Linked DNA regions of Mus musculus: all the other regions are linked to region 2. A link is a contact called in public Hi-C, HiChIP or PLAC-seq and promoter capture Hi-C data. All regions are on one chromosome and are shown on one strand. The core of a region is the stretch at or near the end of the contact, and the rest is flanking DNA. Distances in the headings are between cores, read along the strand shown.

The links. Promoter capture Hi-C pulls out the DNA fragments that hold promoters and counts their contacts. A called contact is a pair of places that touch in the nucleus more often than the background predicts. HiChIP or PLAC-seq counts read pairs in DNA pulled down with a chosen protein or histone mark.
Region 1: a contact with region 2 is called in a promoter capture Hi-C map of embryonic stem cells, with 2.7 times the contacts expected there. The contact joins the enhancer-like site here to the promoter of 4930524B15Rik in region 2. A contact is called at or near these places in 10 of 39 promoter capture datasets (the 3T3-L1 cell line, 3T3-L1-derived adipocytes, the HPC-7 cell line and 5 more), 33 of 484 Hi-C or Micro-C datasets (the Ba/F3 cell line, CD8 T cells, the G1E-ER4 cell line and 12 more), 12 of 115 datasets of contacts at active chromatin or transcription factors (embryonic forebrain, embryonic hindbrain, embryonic stem cells and 2 more) and 2 of 9 other capture datasets (embryonic stem cells and liver).
Region 3: an H3K4me3 HiChIP or PLAC-seq map of bone marrow-derived macrophages shows a contact between it and region 2, with 5 times the contacts expected there. The contact joins the enhancer-like site here to the promoter of 4930524B15Rik in region 2. A contact is called at or near these places in 1 of 39 promoter capture datasets (cranial neural crest), 2 of 484 Hi-C or Micro-C datasets (the N1E-115 cell line and macrophages), 5 of 115 datasets of contacts at active chromatin or transcription factors (bone marrow-derived macrophages, differentiating embryonic stem cells, embryonic stem cells and 2 more) and 4 of 9 other capture datasets (adipose tissue, embryonic stem cells, liver and 1 more).
Region 4: a Hi-C map of cerebellum shows a contact between it and region 2, with 3 times the contacts expected there. The contact joins the enhancer-like site here to the promoter of 4930524B15Rik in region 2. A contact is called at or near these places in 6 of 39 promoter capture datasets (the 3T3-L1 cell line, the C10 cell line, the HPC-7 cell line and 3 more), 14 of 484 Hi-C or Micro-C datasets (the AML12 cell line, the N1E-115 cell line, adipose-derived mesenchymal stem cells and 7 more), 6 of 115 datasets of contacts at active chromatin or transcription factors (embryonic stem cells, stem cell-derived anterior neural progenitor cells and stem cell-derived neural progenitor cells) and 1 of 9 other capture datasets (embryonic stem cells).

Annotation. Positions count from the first base shown.
Region 1 is chr11:32,139,983-32,143,095 of GRCm38.p6, reverse strand. No RefSeq gene overlaps it. Among named protein-coding and RNA genes, the nearest start is that of Gm39676, 4.9 kb to the right of the region's middle. Within about 2 kb of position 1,860, at least 37 of the 459 cell types and tissues checked have an H3K27ac peak or open chromatin away from gene starts, as enhancers often do. A contact at or near this core is called in double positive thymocytes and embryonic forebrain, where this site is marked.
Region 2 is chr11:31,964,307-31,967,474 of GRCm38.p6, reverse strand. It overlaps 4930524B15Rik (RIKEN cDNA 4930524B15 gene), which reads right to left and starts at 1,842. Exons shown (of 5, transcript NM_026262.1): 1 at 1,524-1,842. The coding sequence starts at 1,815.
Region 3 is chr11:31,733,158-31,736,074 of GRCm38.p6, reverse strand. No RefSeq gene overlaps it. Among named protein-coding and RNA genes, the nearest start is that of Gm35131, 7.5 kb to the right of the region's middle. Within about 2 kb of position 1,359, at least 72 of the 459 cell types and tissues checked have an H3K27ac peak or open chromatin away from gene starts, as enhancers often do. A contact at or near this core is called in the N1E-115 cell line, bone marrow-derived macrophages, macrophages and 1 more, where this site is marked.
Region 4 is chr11:32,118,030-32,121,285 of GRCm38.p6, reverse strand. No RefSeq gene overlaps it. Among named protein-coding and RNA genes, the nearest start is that of Gm51888, 7.6 kb to the left of the region's middle. Within about 2 kb of position 1,940, at least 95 of the 459 cell types and tissues checked have an H3K27ac peak or open chromatin away from gene starts, as enhancers often do. A contact at or near this core is called in cerebellum, cerebral cortex and stem cell-derived neural progenitor cells, where this site is marked.

The DNA of each region.
Region 1 (3,113 bases), core at 611-3,110, 180 kb before region 2:
ACATGCAGTTTTTAACGATAATAACCTTCCCTGGGGACATCTCTGGTACCTGGCATTGCCTCATGAGTGCAAATCTCATTTCTCAATGCTTCTGGGTGCCAGCTGGCGCTATCTTTATCTCCAGACAACTCACCAAGGCTTAGAGAAATGCAGCAACCCAGCCATGGTGGGCTGGCTAGTGTTGAGACTGAAGTCCAGTCCACAAAGGTCTGACAGGACGCAAAAGCCAGAGCCTGGAAAACATTATGCCTTTCCCATCCCTCTACCACTTTGTCCACACAGTGGTAACTGGAGAGTGGGATGAAAATTGATACCTAGGCAGTCAGTTTGATTCTCAGCCATGGGAGTACTTGATTTTCAAGCCTCCCTAATATACCTCATGGTTAGTTGGCTCACAGAATCTTGCTTTGGACCCTGTTGGGAAGCCTTTGGGATTTGCTCCACCTATTTTGCCAGGTAACTTGCTCACCCAAGCAGAAGCTTTGGGCTTTGTCTGTAAACCCCACCTCCTGCCCTCCTTTGCTTTTTGAGACAGTCTTACTAAGTAGCCCAGGCTGTCCAATAATTTCCTACGTAGACCAGATGCCTCAAACTCACAGAGACCCATTTGCCTCTGGCTCCCTGCCTCCTGAGGGTTGGAAATAGAAGCGTCTGAGATCACACCCAGCCCTTTGTTACCATTAACACTGTTTCTGTACCATAGATTACAGGAGCCATGGCTGTCAGCGCCAACATCTTTCCAATACAGTTGTCCTTCCCCACATTGCTTGCTTTCTTTAACACATCCACAGCATGGTGCTCCTACGCTTCGACCTCTGTGGGGTTTGAACATAACCTTTGTTAAGGAAGTGCCTTCCTAGCTGCATTTTCCAATTTGGGCATTTAGGCCTGCCATTTGCATAAGTAAGCAGTCATTTGTGCAGATGAAATGAGCAGTTACGTATGTGCAGACAGATCCTAATAGGTACCGTATGTCCCAGCCCCTGGACCAATTGGTTATTAACGCAACAGATGGGGCAATTCAGCACTAGCTCACTCCTCAGATGCCACCCCCCTCCCTCCTTCCAGGCCGGCATGCTTCTGGCATCCTCCACCGCTTTGTCACTGCAGAGTAAGCGCTGAAAGTAGCATCCAACGCAGGTCCCCAGTCCCAATGACAATTAAATTGCATTTCCTTAATGAGGGTGCCACTGGGGAGACCCCACAGGCTTTCGCTGTCAAGGAGCCTCTCAAGTGAGAAACGATGGGTTTGTAAATTGCATCCTCTGTGAGAGGCAGGCTGTTGTGGGAACCCTCAGAGCACCTGAAGGTCAGGTTCTCTAAGGTGACCTGGGTTTCCTGAGGAGTGGGCACGCCCATCCCCCTCTCTGCCACTTTTCCTGGTCTGAGCCTGACAGGTTTTTCCTTTAGGGTTGGATCTGGGGTTATAGAGAAAAGACAATGGGGGAGGGCAGAGTCTTTGTCAATGCCCTGGGTCTCTGTGATGTCACACTGCTTGCTTGCCTTATGCTAATGAGAAACTTAAAGAATATCTTTGTTTAAAGATAAATGAGGTAGTGATCACGCCTGTACTGTTCTATTGTAGGTAGAGGTTTTCCAAAGAAGTGATAGAAAATATTGAAGGAATCACTAATGGAGTATTTAAACCCGCAACGTGGCCTGGTCTTGAATTCACCCTCAAATCTGTCAACTGCTCAAACTTTTACTGTTTCATGATTCCCTGAGCAACCTCCGAGGTAGATAATGTAAGTGGGGAAATGGAGGTTCAGAGAAGTAAGTAGCTTGCCAAAGGCAAACAGCTAGGAAGTGCCTTACTGAGGCTTCCTTCCTGTCCTGGCACAAGGGGAAGGCTTCCACACTGCTCACTCACTCCCCCTGGTGGACGGAAAGGGAACCAAGGTGAAATGGCTTTGCTTGTCCAAGGTCACAGTTAGGGAACAGAGCCCTAGGGTAGATCCCAGTTCCCACACCTTCCCACTCTTCAGATCTCACTGAAGTAACAACAGAAAACTTTCATCTGCAGGGGTCAACTGGGGCTCCTAGAAAATGCATCCCAGGAAAAGCTCCCCATTAGGCAGCCAGCTGGGCATTAGTAGACTTTAAAACCATCCAGGCTGCAGATGGAGGTGGCATGGGTGGCTCATACTTGTTCACAGCTGACAAATGTCAGAATCGGATGACAGGCACAGAGGCACTTGGATATTTTTCTCCCTCAGACTTGCACACATTTGAAATATGCTATACTTTGTAAAACTTTGAAAAATAGGGTCCCGAACAATACATTGACCAATATTTTTAACGTCTCATGTGTCTGGTAGACTATGGCAAAAGCGCAGATCTGGGCTTCGTGGAGCTTCCAATCAGGAAACCGAGATGCTGGGTAGAAGTAGAAGAAACTGAAACACTATCAATAAAACATCCTGCTGCTTATTGTTGGGGGTTGGAGTCAGCTAAAGGTGGCCTGAACCCCATCTTGACCCTTCCTGGCCCTGTGGACTGCTTACAAGCCCAGGCTTGTGATATCTTCGTATTTCCCGCAGTCCTGGAACATTCTTTGTCCTCACTCTCTGAGAGCGAGCACACTGCTGCTCATCCTTCAGCGCCACACTGCGCACTTTTGGTCGTCACCACGGGAGAAGCCTTCCTTGGTTTTCATCAGAGACTGTTCATCTGCCTTCTCCGCTGGACTAGTCCTCCACAGGAACTCCCCTCTTCCTGGGGCCCAGCACCACAGTGATACTCGGAAACGCTTTTTGGAATTGAACTCTGTTCAGATGTTTGAACACTACCATGGAGTAGGAATTAAACAACGGCAGCTACTATCATCTTGTTTACCTTTAACTATCACACTTATTTTTTTTTTTTTGTCATGTGCGCAGAGCTGTGTGATTTACACAGCGTTAGTAGGGGCACTCCTATGTGCATAGGCCAAAGATTGTTGGCAACGTTTTAGATAAAAAAGTACTTTTTACATTTTTTTCCTTTTCATCCCCATTTTTACTTCTTCTTCTTCTTCTTCTTCTTCTTCTTCTTCTTCTTCTTCTTCTTCTTCTTCTTCTTCTTCTTCTTCTTCTTCTTCTTCTTCTTCTTCTTCTTCTTCTTCTTCTTCCTCC
Region 2 (3,168 bases), core at 593-3,092:
GAGGGAAATAAGATTATCCCTGTTTGCAAATGGGATATGCCAGCTGGGGATAGTGGTACATATCTTTAATCTCAGCACTTGGGAGGCAGAGGCAGGCAGATCTCTATGAGTTCAAGGTCAGCCTTGTATACACACTGAATTCCAGGCCAGCTGAAGATACACAGTGAGATCCTGTCTTAAAAACAAAAACAAAAATTCCACAAATAACATACACCTGTAAAATACATGAAAATTATGAGAATCAGTGATGGAGCTAACTACATTAGTTAGTCAGTTAGTGAACTGATCAGTGAATTAATAGGATCTAAAATTAACATGAAAAAAGAATAGGCCTGAGGAAGAGAAGCCGCCCACATATAGATTCCATCTAGATATGTCCAAAATAGATCTATAGAGACAATGCAGACTAATACTTGCATAGATAGGGCTAAGATTAGTGGGTAGTAGAGGCAATGGTGAGGGGCTATGATGCCTTTGAAGGGGTGCAGAGTTTCTCTGTGATATTACAGTTACATTAAAATGGAATGTTAAGGACACAACTCTGTGGATATGTAAGAACCATTAACTTGTGTACCATAACTGGGTGAACTGGATACACTATTAATGAAAGCTCAGTAAAATTGCTTTGAAAAGTATAGGTAAAAGGTGTTTCTCTGTGTTGTCCTGGCTGTTCTGGAACTTGCTCTGTAGACTAGGCTGGCCTCAAACTCACAGATCTGCCTGACTCTGACTCTTTAGTGTTGGGATTAAAAGTGTGGGCCACGACTACATCTTCAGATCTTCTGTGTTTTAACAGGATGCTTCAACGTCTCTTAAGAGGTCTGATTGAATATATATCAGGTAATTAGCAATTCATTTTCTATTTTACTGTATGTGTATATGTGTTTTGCTTGTGCACCTTGTAGATGCATGATGCCCAAGGAGGGCAGAAGAGGGCGTCAGATGCCTTGGAACTGGAATTACAATCAGTTATATGTGGGTGCTGAGGTCCAAACCTACATCATATGGAAGAATAACCAGTGCTCTTAACCCGTTGAGCCACCTCTCCAGCTCCTGTAATTAGCAATTTCAATAAATGTCAGTGAAAAATAACCAACAAGCGCGCCAAACTTCCATTTCTCTGAGCGACTGAAGTAGCTACATCCAAGAACTTCTCTCAGGTCTCTAGGTTATCTTAAATATCCTGCAGCCTTTTTACAGGTTACCCACCCCACTAAGTGAGTTAAAGGAATTCTCCTAAACTTATGGCTCCAACACAGACTGGCAGGAGAGAGGAGCCTGGCTGCCTACTGACTAGGATGCTGACAGGAAAGGCTGAGAGGAAAATGACACCGAGGCTGACAGGAAGGCTGACAGAAAGACTGGCAGATGCAAAGGTTGAGACAAAGGAAGACTGACACAAAGGTTGACAGGAAGGCTGACGCGAAGCCTGGCTGACGGAAGCCGCGCGCACAAAATGGCGCGGGAGCTGCCCAGTCAGCAGCAGGCCGCTGACAGGACGATCCCTCCCGCTGCCGTGCCACCTGCTTGCGCTGCTTGCTCCCGGGCCCTGGGCGCTCTCGACCTCCGCTGGAAAGGGGCGGAATCCGGGGTGTCAGTGACCCCGGCCTGGGAGCCAGTGGGCCGCTCTCCTCCCCGGGCCCCGGGCTCCACCGCTGCTTGCTTTGAGGCACAGCGGGCCCCGAGCCCTGGGCCTCGATGGCCGAAACCTCGGAGACCCCTCAGCTGCCACACGCCATGGCGGTGCGAGGCGAAGCGGGTCACGTAGATTAAGCGAGGCCCATCTGGCCTTTGCCCACTGCGGCTGGGCACCATCTCTCGGCCTCCTGTCGGGCAACCTGCGGGACCTCGGAGCCGGCCTGAGCACAGGGCGTGGGGTGTGTGTGTGTGAGGTGTGTGGGGTGGGGTGGGGTGGGGGAGTGTGGATGTGGGGGAGGGGGGACACTTGCGCATGCGGGCTGGGGGAGGGTGGAGAACCGTTGGGGCCAGACCTGTGTGAGGCGAGGACGGGACTGACCTAGAGGCCCCAACTTCACTGAAGAGAGATGGAGTGTGGGTGGGTGAGCTGGAGTCCAGAACACCAGGAGCCTGGGTAGGAAGTTGAGGTGTAGAACACCGAGAAGCTGGGGTTGAGGTAAGGAAGGGATTAAGGACATAAGAGTCCAGGCACCTAGCAGAAGACAGGAGCCTAATGTGGATCTCTGTTAGAAGTTGGGAGGCAAGGAAAGCCCTACTGAAAGGGAAACAGGAAGGACTGTGGTTGTGAGGATGGCCATTCGTCTAGAGAGAGGTTGAATTTCAGGCTATGCATCATTTGGGACTGGGATGTAAGAAAATCAAATATGGTTCTTTTCTATCAAATACTATAAAAATGTGTGTTTAGGACAAGGAATTAAAACATTTTTATCTCCTGTCTTCCACCTTGTAAGACTTTCTTGCAAAATGTTTTAACCCTTTCCGTCCAATAAAACTTTGATTTATGTAAAGCCCCCTGCTCTGTGTGATAACCTGGGGCAATGATCTTCTTGTCCTTGGAGCAGTGAACCCTTCCCCCTTCTCTGTTTTTAATTTTTGTTTTGTTGAGACATGGTTTCTCTATGTTGTAACTTTAATTTTTTTAGGCCTTATTTTTATTTATTTATTTATTTATTTATTTATTTATTTATTTATTTATTTATTTATTTATTTTGAGACAGGGTTTCTCTGTGTAGCCCTGGCTGTCCCGGAACTCACTCTGTAGACCAGGCTGGCCTCGAACTCAGAAATCCACCTGCCTCTGCCTCCCGAGAGTGCTGGGATTAAAGGCGTGCGACATCACACCTGGTTCTTAGGCCTTATTTTTAATGATAGTTCTTAAATGCTTTTGCCTCCCTTCTAGCCTACCACCCACCAGGTAGTAGAAAAGAAAGGATACAGGGGGCGGGGGGGGGGCGGGGAAGTGGACCTGTTTAGACGTGGTTCTTTGGAGAAAATCCTATCTGGGTTGTCGGAAATCAGCAGTTCAGTTCACAGGTCAGCAGCAGCAGCTCAATCCACTCCCAAACACTTTATGGATATACTAGCAGTCCAGTTTGGTAGAGTTGGATAGCAGCAGTGGTGGCACTATCTAGAAGAGACAGCCAGGTCTCATCCTAGACTCTAGTCATCAGGAGGGTCTGTTGAGCCCTT
Region 3 (2,917 bases), core at 110-2,609, 230 kb after region 2:
AGGCAGAGAGAGAAAGCCAATGAGCAGCCTTCCTCTATGCTTGAGTTCTTGCCTTGGGTTCCCTCAATAATGGACTATGATGTCTAAGTATAAACAAAATAAATCCTTTCTTCCCCCAACATGCTTTTGGGGGAGACAAAGTAACAGAAAGCAAACAAGTATAATTCCTGAGATAATTTAGAGGGAAAGATTGCTTTGGGCTCAGGATTTCAGTCTGTGGCAGAGAGAGAAGGAGGTGAAAGAGAAAGAAGAAAATGGTTGCATCTCAGGGGTAGGCACACAAGTCACTGGGACCCTGCACCATCTCCACAAGCCTAAAGGATGATTGGCTGTCTGTTCAGAGGGTCAAGGAAAGGAAGCTGTTGAAAGTGTGAGCAGGGGACAAGGGTTTCACCTGCCTGCCCTGCCCATGTCTCAGCAGGGTGGCTTTAGCGGGGCCTCTTGGAAGAAGACTGACAGACATGGGGAGAACAGTGTATCCTGGGCCCAGCCTGAGCAAACACCCTGGAAATTACCTCTTCTGGACACCTGGTGGACATGTAGAGAGAGAGAGAGGTTAAACAGGGGTCAGTCCGGCCAGCCTGGTAGACCTTAACTGCCAAGTAAGGAAGAGAAGTATCGGTGATCAATTGTTTCCGTCTTCCTCACAGAGTGCGCGTATCACCCTGTGCAGAGGAGCCCCACCCAGTGGTACACTCTATCCAAACCCTCAGAGTTTAGGGCTCAGTTGGTGGCCCTGCAAGGAAGCATGAAGCAACTGTCAAGTGAGACCCAAACCAGACCTCAGAAAGTAAGCTGGCCTATGACACACAGCCTCTTGGATCAGACTTCTCCGCTTTGTGACCTTTCTGCTGGGGACAGAGGCTTCTTCAAGGCTAGGCAGCTGGGAGTTCTTAGAAACATAAATTGGCCTGAGCCTCATCTGTAGATTGGGGTAGCAATCATCCATTGCCCATCTTGGGCCTCCAAGAGACAGAGAATGAGGGCCACCTGGGTCGGTGCTCCCCAAAGGTGCCCTCTAGGACCAACCACCTGGCTTGGGAACTGATTGGAAATGCCAACTCTCAGATCCTACTATGGACCCACTCGCTCAGGTGCTCTGGGGAAGGGCCTAGCAACCTGATTTAAAGGAGACCTCCAAGGGCCAACATTGATTGGATTTGCTTGGTGCTGCGGTGTTGGGGAGATGGCTGAGGATGATAATACCCTCCCTAACTGCTTTCCAGCTGTAGTGCTGGGTCCACAGGGGTCCCAGACCTGGGATCTTCCTGTCTTGGGAGTGGCCCTAAGCACCCTGGTTGCACTCTGGAGCCTCAGTTCCCACAGCTTTTAAACAAGGAGCAGCAGGTGATTGGAAGGCTTACACAGAAAGGCCTCACCCTTGAGGCTGGTGCCCTGGTATTGCCTAGTAACAGAACTTAGACTGTGGCAAGGATGCTGATTTTCTTAAGCAAGTGACAAAGGTTTTCCTGTCTCAGAAGTATCAAGACTCTAGCATGAATCTCCATGCCACTGTTATCATCCCTGATATAAGGTTCCAATGACAGACAGGTCAGCTGCCAGAGGGCCTCTGCCCATCAGCTGCAGCTTGCAGAGGCTGAGGATCTCAATGACCCGGATCACAAAGCAGGGGGGTTGTGATGCACATATGGCTGGGCCTGGCAGCCTCGTCCTCCCTGCTTGTGTGCGATATTAACATAATGTCCCTTGCAAAAGCGATTACAGAGTCACAGGGAGCAGAATGTCATTTGGTAGCTACTTCCTGCTTCCACCAGCAATGGTGACTAAACAAGCTAATTAAATCAGCACAAATTTGCACACAAGCTAGGCAGCTGGGCCCAGAGCAAGGTGGCTGCAGCATAATCCTGTACAGTGTGGGGGTGGGGTGGAGACCTGACTAACCACCCCAGGGCCAGGGCACTGCCTGGCAAGTCTGAATAGGGAAGGCTGCTTGCAGTCTTGGGAAGCCAGGGCCTGTGCCCCTGCAGCAGAGCTATCAGGAAACAGCAAAGTGGGCCTGCATGCTCACCTTGATTGTCTTACTGTGGAGTTGGAAAAGGGGTCACCACGTGTATCCCCTGTGGTTTCTGGAGAAGGTAGTGTGGCGGCCCCCTTTATACAAGTATCAGTTCTGTCACATGCTGTAGCTCCTTGACACTTGAGATCTCTTAGTCAACATCCCCGTTGATACGACGGGGTTGGTGTGACAGGGTTGGTGTGTGCGTTTATGCTTGATACTATGGGGAAATTTTACTGAGATGGTAACATAAAGTTAACATCATCATGTGACACGCGACACAGCTGGTGTTCTGTAAACTGGGCTGTCGTTATTTCTATTCTTGTTCATGGAATGCCACGATGGGCCTTCTCTGGATCAGGACCAGGTTCTGAGGATGCAAAGCTCAGGATGTCCCTCTCCTTACCTTCAAGGGGCACATAATAAGATGGGGTGACAGATTGAGTCACCTGCCCCAGGGTGGGGTCTGTGGAAGATGAAGAAGAGAGTGAGGATGTGCAGCCCTGGGGACTCAGGATCCAGTCCCAAAGGGGTTGCTGCTGCAGGATTGCATCCCCACAACAGCCTGGTCCAGAAGCTGGAGACCCCTGAGGGACAACAGGACACCTGCTGCCCAATATAAGCTGGCAGATCTTGGCTCCAAGGCATAGAAGCAGTAGAGGTTGTGGAGGAGGTTCTACAGGGCAAAGAGAAGAGAGGTGGGGGTGGGGGACACAGGGCAGTCTCCAGGACAGAGTGGCAGCTGCCCCTCCAGGGAGACTTCCTAAGCTCTCCTACAACTGTGTGGGAGGGGTCAGACTGGACAGGCAGCTCACACCACCCTGAACAGCTTCCTACAATTGTCATGTGCAATGCTGTCACAATTACAGCACCCTGAAGTGTTGATGACATCATGCTTGT
Region 4 (3,256 bases), core at 691-3,190, 150 kb before region 2:
ACAGAACATGAAGCAGATCATAGTCTTCAAATTTCCAAAGCCAAGACCCAAGTACAGAGAGAGAGAGAGAGAGAGAGAGAGAGAGAGAGAGAGAGAGAGAGAAGAAGAAGAAGAAGAAGAAGAAGAAGAAGAAGAAGAAGAAGAAGAAGAAGAAGAAAAAAGAAGAAGAAGAAGAAGAAGAAGAAGAAGAAGAAGAAGAAGAAGAAGAAGAAGAAGAAGAAGAAGGAGGAGGAGGAGGAGGAGGAGGAGGAGGAGGAGGAAGAGGAGGAGGGGGGAGGGAGGCAGGGAGGGAGGGGAAGAGGGAAAGGTGGATGGAGGGAGGGAGGGAGAGAGGGAAGGAGGGAGGGGGAGAGGAATTACCACAGTTAATCCAGCTGCCTCTGAACACATAGGAAAAAGAGAAGGAAGGGTGATATAGGTGACAATGTTGACTTCAAAGGCATCAGGCTGACACCCAGGCAGGAAGCTGAACCCAAAGCTCACCACACTAGAAGACCACCACTGCCTCCATCCTTGGGAGAGCATATGGTTCACTGGCAGTGCTGGGAGCCGAGTGGCTGTACTTGCTGTGTATGGCAGCATGGAGTGCCCGTCGCTGGCAGCCTCCTCTGCAACCACAGCTGTCCTGTGGCCTCAGGGTTTCTCAGCTCTTGAGTGACTTAACTGGGTGGGCTGCCACTCTTGAAGTCCTTATGGGTGGGGCCATGCTGGACAGGACAGAGGTTCTGGGAGACCCCAAAGGCTCTGCTTCTATGCCTTGGTGGGATGAAACAGGTGAGTTTTCCCTTCACACACCACCCCACTACATGGCAATTTCCTGATTGAATTTAAGGGCTTTGGTTTTATATCACAAATGGAGTTAAAGATGGGCAGTGGTGGCACATGCCTTTAATCCCAGCATTTAGGAGGTGGAGGCAGGTAGACCTCTGAGTTCAAGGTCTGCAGAGTGAGTTCCAGGACAGCCAGGGCTACACAGAGAAACAATTGGAGTTTAAAAATAATAAAACAAAACAGATCCACCCCCACCCCACCCCCAGATATGACTCTGAAGACTGATTAGAGCAGAGAGGACAACCGTGCTCCTTTAAATGACTGTAGAAGAACCCACACTATGGAAATACAAGTTTTATTTAGTGAGCCTGTGTGGATTTATAGTGCATTGTTTCTATGGCCACCGTTTTCTGATGCTATTACAGAGAATATCCCATGTGAGCACCGTGTATATATTGGAACCTTTACAGTGTGAGATACTTATACCAAGTTTAGATATTTCACCTTATTTAGAAAAGTGTCATTAGAGCCAGGAATGTGACACATACCTTTAATCCCAGCACTCAGGATGCAGAGGGCGGCAGAGCTCTGTGAGTTTGAGGCCAGCCTGGTCTCCATAGTTCCAGACCAGCCAAGGTTACATAGTGAGACTCTGTCTCAAAAAATAAGTGTCATTAGCTGGGCAAGGTGGTGTCTTAGTAATCTCATCATTCCAGAGGCTGAGGCAGGAGAATAGGGTTCCCAGGCAGCCTGTATCTTACCTTTACCATAATTCCCACGCTGTAAGTGATTTTACCTGGACCTGCAGGAGGGAATTGTCAAGGCTGGCTGACTTGTAGAGAATAGCTGAAGCAGGAATTGAACCCAAGGCCTATCCTCTCCCAATGCTAATAAATAGGTGCACAGTGGTCTAGATTGGTGGCAGCTACTGTTGCCATGGCAACGAATGGGTTTGGAGAAGCCAGCCATGCTGTATGGGTGTGTTTCCATCCTCAAAGGCTCCTCACTAGCTCAGTCTCATACCCTAGTGCCCACCACTGACTTGCTGAGAGCAACCTCTGTCCCCGGGGGCAGTAAACTGCCCGAGCGAGCGACAAATCAGTCTGCAGTCAAGGTTACCAAATAAAACAAACTGTCAAGCAGATGGCTCATGCTGCCCCATTCCAGAGCTATCAGGATGCAGCTGCAGAGGGGAAGCAGCCGAGAACACAGTCCCCACTATGAACACTAATAGCTCAGGCTTGCTCGGAAGTCTTTATTTAGAAGGAGAAAACCAAGGCTGATCTTGGGGGTTCTGTTCCATTTCTTTTTCCCTCTGAAGTTGGGAAGAGGATTCCTCTTTCCTCTGGGCTTAAGGGCAGGATTTAAATGGAGAGGGAAAGGTTCAGCCCGAGTTCAGCATTAATTGGCCAGCAGAGGGTGAATAATGATCTCCTTTGCACTCAGCAGGCAGGGCATGCCAGCCTTCCTTGAACCGTTCATGAATTCGCTGAAGTCCACAGTGACTTCTGCCACAATTCCTCCTCCTTTTCATGGGTGACAAGCCTCGCCTTGCCACTGTTTCTTAGAACACAGACCCCTGAGTGTTCCGGAAGGGCAGAAGCCATTCTGCATTCCTCCCCAGGCCTCGGACAAGGCCAAAGACAGAGTAGGAACTCCGTAATGGCTCAGGAACGGAGGCTACAGTTGCTGGTTGCTTTTTGGGGATGTTTTGAAACAAATTTCCCAGTGTGACCCAAGTTGGTCACTACCTTGCTGTGTAGCCAGAGATGAACACTTGATCTTTCTGCCACTACCTCCAAATTCTTGCCTGGCTTCATTTATTGCTTTCATGTGTTACATGTTACAGTGCACCTCTAGACTCTTGTCAGCTCCTTGTAGGCACCCCAGGTTCAAGAACTTTGAGAAATAAATTGGGGCAACAGACATGTCTATGTCATTCTGTCATAGCAGTGAAGCTGACTGAGGCAAGGATGGAGGAGGTGTGTAGCTACTCCCCTGGGAAGGGGAGAGCCAGGATTCTAAGTCAGGAGGTCCATTTAGATTATTCTGGATCTGGCTTTGACTACCTGGCAGGGAAACTGAGCAAGTCACAGAACCTCTCCAAAGTGCAGGTTTCTTGCCTCTGGTGTGGAGGGGAGGCCAGCAGATCTAAATACAACTTACAACCTGGTCAGGTTGTACAAACCTAGCTTGGTCCTGCCTCACATTAAGTCCTGGAGAACTGACAGTGGTTGTTACTCTCATTATACATCCTGGTGAATGTAGCCTTTCAGTTGGACACTGAAGGGTCCCCCAGGCCATGAGATTTGTCTGTCTGACTTACATCAGCTTTCAGCATCTCCTGATCCCCAAACTCATCCCAACCTGATCTCTCACAGCCTTGGGAGGATGCCAAACACACCCACTCTCCCACAGTGTTTTCACGAGTCTGAGCCTTGAGAAGTCTTTCCTCCCAAGTATGTGCTTGAACGGTGAGAGCTGG